2 separate regions of the Ovis aries genome follow, and region 2 is linked to region 1. Evidence: chromatin contacts called from public Hi-C data. All regions are on one chromosome and are shown on one strand. The core of a region is the stretch at or near the end of the contact, and the rest is flanking DNA. Distances in the headings are between cores, read along the strand shown. Region 1 overlaps LOC105603417 (a long non-coding RNA gene). Region 2 overlaps SRGAP3 (SLIT-ROBO Rho GTPase activating protein 3).

Region 1 (3,058 bases), core at 56-2,555:
TCCCAGACTGAGTGAAGCTTCTGTAGCTTCTCGGTTTTTCCATAGTGCACCATTACCCCATGGGCCCTTAAAAGGTGTCTCCCTTCCCTGCTAGATGGGACTCTGTGAGACGTGACCCCCGAACACCCTGCTCTTGCGTGCCTCCAGGGCGTGGTGCGGTGGTCTTCTGTCTCCTTGCTGTAAACAAGTATGAAACGGTGGTTGTGTGGAGTCAATGGGGTCATGTTTATCAAATGTACATCACCTTATAAATGTCATTATTGTATACTTTTCTAATTGGCCTAGTCTCTTGTGGATTGTTGTAGTGAGCTGTATAGTCTTTGAACTTTCTTACATGGTTATGTGGAGGATTAACTAAATATATATATTATTAGAACAGGGCCTACCTATCATGTCATAAACACTCAAAAAGTCTTAGGTAAATCAAGGGATATAAAATTTCAGTTATTTAAGATGAGTAAGTTCTAGATAACATAGTGACTATAGTTAACAGTGTGTTGTATATTCAAAAACCTGTTAAGAGAATAGATCTCACCACAATTACATTCTTCTTGTAAGAAAGAATTGTTCTTATTGCAATTAAATACATTCCCCCCAAATTGAAATAAAAACAAAACAAAAACCCCACGAAGGACAAAAATAAGTATAGGAAAAACAGAGGCAGTGTTATAACCTTATAATAGAGTGCCAAGAACAAATACGTAACTCCTAAAATTTATCATTCACAGTGGTTTAGAACCCATTACTATTTCAGAATAAAGTGGTGAAAAAATGTGTGTGGGGAAAAAGTGTTAGATATTATAAATATTACCATTACTGGTAGTTTTTTATGTGTCATTTTCTGATCAGAATTCGGAGAGTCAGAGAGCCGAAGCACCTTGCTAGGGACCACACAGCTACATGTGTGCCCACACTGCTACATGGGCAGAGCAGCCCAACCAAGTCCTCTCTGAGTCCCAACCCAGCGCTCTGGGACATTCTTGGAAGTATCCGCCAGGGGGCGTTCTTCACCCGAGATAGGATCCAGCCTAGACTCCACCGGCAGCCTTTTCTCACTAGGAAAACCTAGTGTTCTAGAGCTAGTAGGGAGTTTGACCACCTGTGAGCCCTTGTTTACAAGGGAGAGAAATAAAGCGCTGAGAAATTATGTCTCTGGGCCCAGAGTCACCCACAGCCACCAAATGGTGCTGGGATGTTTGCCCATTTCCGAATCTCATTTGCTTCCTGCCTTCTTGTGTCGTTCCTTGCCCACACCCCAACAGACACTCTGGACTCTGCCCTGCAGAGCTGGGAGCTTCTCTGCTGGGCATTTGCAGGGCTCTGCTGCCTAGGGGTGAAGAAGGTATTTGGTAGCAGGACAAGGGTTGAGGCAGGCTGGGGAGGCCTCCCCCTGCATTTCTTACCATTTTCTGGAGTCTTTCAGGGTGCTGTGTGCACTGCTAAGGGCAGGGATTCAGGAACTAAGCTGCCTTTGTCCAAACCCTCGTCCTCCCCTTACCAGTTCTGTGTCTCATTGTCCCATCTGTAAGACAAGGGTTATAAAATACCTGTCACACGGGGTCTTTGTGAGGTTTGAGTTAGTAAGTGCAGAGCACTTGAAATAGTTGTAAGTACGTAATTGCCATCAAAGTGTTAGTTCTCAGTATCATCTGGCATCCTACCTGGATACAGGAGTTGATGTGAGAATTCCATCATACTCCTCAGCTATTCACTGGTCTGTAGTATCCTTTCATGATAACCATCTACTTGCAGTTAGGCTGTGCAGTATGATAAACCTGTGGTTTCACTGTCTTACTTAATCCACAGAGCAACGTGGATACTATTATTGTTCCCAAATCAGGACTGAGGATTAGTCAAGACTAAGGCAGGCTCGCTTTACCAGGGTCACACAGAAAGGGATAGACTAGACTCACATTCAGGCCTGTGTGATGTGAAAGCTGAGGCTTTTTACCACTACACGGTCTGACCTCCTCTTGAAGCCAATTAGAAACAATAAAGTCAGGCCCCTGGAGTGGCCCCAGGCATCAGCTCTGCTCACTGCCTCTCTGCAGGACCTCTCTCTCTCAGAAGCAATCCTTCGGCAGGGTGAGGTTTCCTAGCACTCTTACCCTGGGAGGCAAAGAAGCAGATTTCACAGAGGTCTCCCTGCTTCCTGGCAAAGACACAGCATGTTTTGACTGACAAGGAGGCCTCTTCAGATTAGAGCTGAGTTAGCCACCCAGCCTTCAGTGGCCACCTTCCCAGCCTCCCGTTTCTTCTGCAGCTTGAAGGCCACTTACCTGGGCAGCCTTTGTGCCTGCTGAGTTCACTGAGTTCTGGGCGATCCAGGATGTAATGTGAGCTCTCAGTGACTCAGACCAGCCTATCTGGGACTTCTCCTCTCTTGGCATGTGAGAGAGCCTGCAGCATTGACATCTTTTAGCCGAGAAAGAAACAGCACGCACCAACATACAACTGCAGAATTACAGAATGTCAGTCAGGCCTAGAAGTGACCACAGGATGGAGAGAAAAGGACCCTGATTAAGGAAATCTCTTGGTCAGGATCACATTGAGCAGGAAAGAAGGTGCCTGGATTTAAGCCCTTACTTATCCTTGGTACCTTTCCTGGTACCTCCAGCTCTCAGGGATGCTGAGAAGCGGGCTGAGCTGAGGCAGGGGTGGGGATGTGCATCTAAGCCCCTATGTGTATGTGTATTCAGTGCTCTCTCTTTCTCATAAGTGATGAGGCTTTCTCAGTCTCAGCACTAGTGGCATTTGGGGTTGGATAATTCCTTTTTGTCTGACAGCATCTGGCTGTCCTGTGTTTAGCAGCATCTTGGGCCTCTACCCAGTAGATGCCAGTGCACTCCCTCAGTCCTGTGACAACCAAAAATGTCTCATTGTTGTTGTTCAGTTGCTAAGTCGTGTCTCTTTGCGACCCCGTGGACTGCAGCATGCCAGGCTCCCTTGTCCTTCACTGTCTCTCAGTTTGCTCAAACTCTTGTCACTTAAATCGGTGATGCTATGTAACCATCTCATACTCTGCCACCCCTTCTCCTCCTGTCGTCAATCTTTCCCA
Region 2 (2,759 bases), core at 62-2,561, 220 kb after region 1:
TCAGTAGGTCCTCGTTGGTTATCCATCTTAAATATAGCAGTGTGTACATGTCCATCCGCCTCCAAGGCAGGCATTAGATATGAGAGTGCCGAGCTAAGTTTTTCCCCCTAATATAATCAGAAGGATTCCAAGAGAACTAAAAAGAGTTAATAACATATCTGTAACACCTGAAATCACTTCTCTAACACAAGTAAGTGGTTCCCATTGCACACTTTGGGAAACCCTGATGCAGTGCAAGTTAGCTGGGCCTTGGTCCTCGATTCCACATCTGCAGGATGAAGGCAGAAAGCTAGAGGAACTCTGAGGATACTCTCAGGCTTGTCTCTTCATGCCGCCCTGGGAGGGAGACCAGGGCACGGCTCTGATTCAGGGCAGGGCAGGCCCTGCCAGACTGTCACAGCCTGTTGGCCAGGCATGTGCCCAGTGCCGTCTAGGGCTGGCAGTGGTCCTTATAAGAATGAGGGCAATAATGTTTCCCTCTAGACAACCTCCCCACCCCTCTCAGCTCTCCCATGGAGACATTCCTTCACACAGCTGACGTTTACTGATGATTTGTGTGTCCAGAGGATGGGTCATGGCGAAGCCCCGTGACAGGTGTCAGCAGGGATATGGACACAGCATGAGCGGAGAAGAGATGGATTGGAGCTGAATGACAGTGGAGTTTCCTGGGTGGAGAGGGAGGCACAGAAAGAAGCAGGAAGCCAGGACATGAGATGAGTGGCCCCTGTTGAACCAGTCAGTGTGAGTCAGACACTAAGTCTGCCCAGGAGGGGCCAGGGTTGAGCTGGGTGGTGGGAAACCTAGTGGGGAAGGAAGGCGGCCTTTTGGGACTCATTCAGGAGCAAGAGAGAAAGCCAGGACAGCCTGGCACGTAGAAGTGGCACCGTACTGAGTCTCGGAGGCTGACCCACTGATTGCATTGTCTTTCTCCCCAGCAGAGTGTGTAATCTAAAGGCAGAGACCCTATCTGTCTTCCACACGGTAGAATTTGCAGCACCTGGTATATAGTGCCTGCACATAATAAATTGTTCAATAAATACTTAATGACTGAAATTGTAGCTGCCCCCCACCCCACCAGTATCCTCACCGGAGCAAAGGCAGAACGACATCGCCTCCATTTTGTCTTATTCCCTCTCTCCCTTTTTCTTCTTTTCTTTCTCTCCCCCTCCCTTCCTTCTTTCCTTCCTTCCACCATCCCCTCCCTCATTTGGTGGTGTTTTTCTCTACAGGAGGCTTCTCTCCTGTGGAGATAAAGTTGGCCCACGTCCACCACCCCCATCCCCACCCCCGCAGGCTCACATCCTATCAGCTCAGCGCCTCCTAGTGGACAGCAAACACTGCCTTCCCCTGTCTCCAGCAGAGCCCCAGGGCTGTTTCTAACTGGCCAGGCTGGGGGGGGGGGGGGGGGGGTCCCATTGCTGCAGCCAGATTAACATCATGTTTACTGACAGGTCAGGCCTGGGTCTCCTGCCCACATGCAAGGATTGGAGGGTAGTGTCGGTTTCTCTTGAACCACATGGGCTGAGAACGGTGGAAGGGAATTCAGGGGATTTCCTCAAAGAAAATCAGGAAGGCATTCCAGGAGGACTGGAGGATCCTCGACAGAGAGAAACAGCAGATGTCTGCTGAGGGGGAGAAGCTCGGCAGGAGAAGAAAGTGGCTCCGTTGGCTGGTTTTCAGACAAGCACCTGGTGTTCTTCTACCTATAAGCTGTTCCTCAAACCTGTTTGGCTCAGGTTTCTACTGGGCTTAATACTGACGTTGCTCCCTTTGTTTGGAACAATCCTCCCCCACTCCACACCCTGTTCACCCATCTGACAGCTGCTCTTCCTTCAAGGTTTAGTTTAGATATCACTTCTCCTCTAAGAAGCCTTCCTTTAGCAGCCCTTACTCCCCTCATCATAGCACTTCTCATATGCTGTGATAATCACTTGCATAATTGTTTGTCTCCCTACTAGAGTGTGTATTCAGTGAGACTGCCTCTGTCTTATACACTGTAGTGTTTCCTCGTATAGGTCCAAGTGCAGTACCAGGCCCATCATGAGCTGTTCAATAAATATTTAACAATTGAAGGTGTAGCTGTTGCCCTACCCCCAAAGATGATATATTCATTAGAGCAAAGGCAATAGAACTCGTCCATCCCATCCTTCCACTTACTCACCCATCTATCTAGCCATCCATCCATTCATCCACCTGCCACCCATCTATCCATCTTTGCATGCATCCTTCCACCCACCCACCTATCCACGTATCCAGCCACCACTTTATCCAGCCAGCCATCTAGCTGTCATTCATTTATTCATGCAAATATACACTGATACTTGCTGGGTACCAATCTCTGCTCTAATACAGGGATTATGATCATGGACGGTGTCCTGGCCCTTATGGACTTTGCACTCGAGTCGGGTGAGGCAGTTTATAAATGTGAAAAATGAATAAGACAGTGATTAGAAGTTCTGCGGAGAACGTAGGCAGCACAAGTGTGGTGGTCGGACTGAAGTTTGGGTACTTCTCTTTTCCTTAAGGATGTCTTTGTTATGCTCTGGCCCAGGGTCTCACTTCATTCACAACTCTTGCGTGGCCCAGGGATGGCCCTTCCTGTTGGGTGGAGGACACGTACACAGAATTGCATTGTTGAGAACCTTTTTTTCTAAATACTGATCCTTATCCTGCCCCAGCCTGTCCCTTTATTAATGATGTGAACTTCCAGATTGCCTTTGCCTTCTTTTGCATCTAAATCTGGATTTGAAGAACTGTAC

Evidence for each region. Hi-C and Micro-C count contacts between places; a contact is called where the count stands out from the background.
Region 2: a contact with region 1 is called in a Hi-C map of hypothalamus, with 4 times the contacts expected there. The contact joins two enhancer-like sites. A contact is called at or near these places in 3 of 16 Hi-C or Micro-C datasets (hypothalamus, muscle and tail adipose tissue).

The regions. Positions count from the first base shown.
Region 1 is chr19:17,253,681-17,256,738 of ARS-UI_Ramb_v3.0, forward strand. It overlaps LOC105603417 (a long non-coding RNA gene), which reads right to left. Exons shown (of 5, transcript XR_001022532.4): 3 at 2,280-3,058; 4 at 1,404-1,522. Among named protein-coding and RNA genes, the nearest start is that of THUMPD3, 39 kb to the left of the region's middle. Within about 2 kb of position 1,306, at least 8 of the 54 cell types and tissues checked have an H3K27ac peak or open chromatin away from gene starts, as enhancers often do. A contact at or near this core is called in hypothalamus, where this site is marked.
Region 2 is chr19:17,470,675-17,473,433 of ARS-UI_Ramb_v3.0, forward strand. The region is part of intron 4 of SRGAP3 (SLIT-ROBO Rho GTPase activating protein 3); the gene reads left to right. Among named protein-coding and RNA genes, the nearest start is that of RAD18, 87 kb to the right of the region's middle. Within about 2 kb of position 1,312, at least 8 of the 54 cell types and tissues checked have an H3K27ac peak or open chromatin away from gene starts, as enhancers often do. A contact at or near this core is called in hypothalamus, where this site is marked.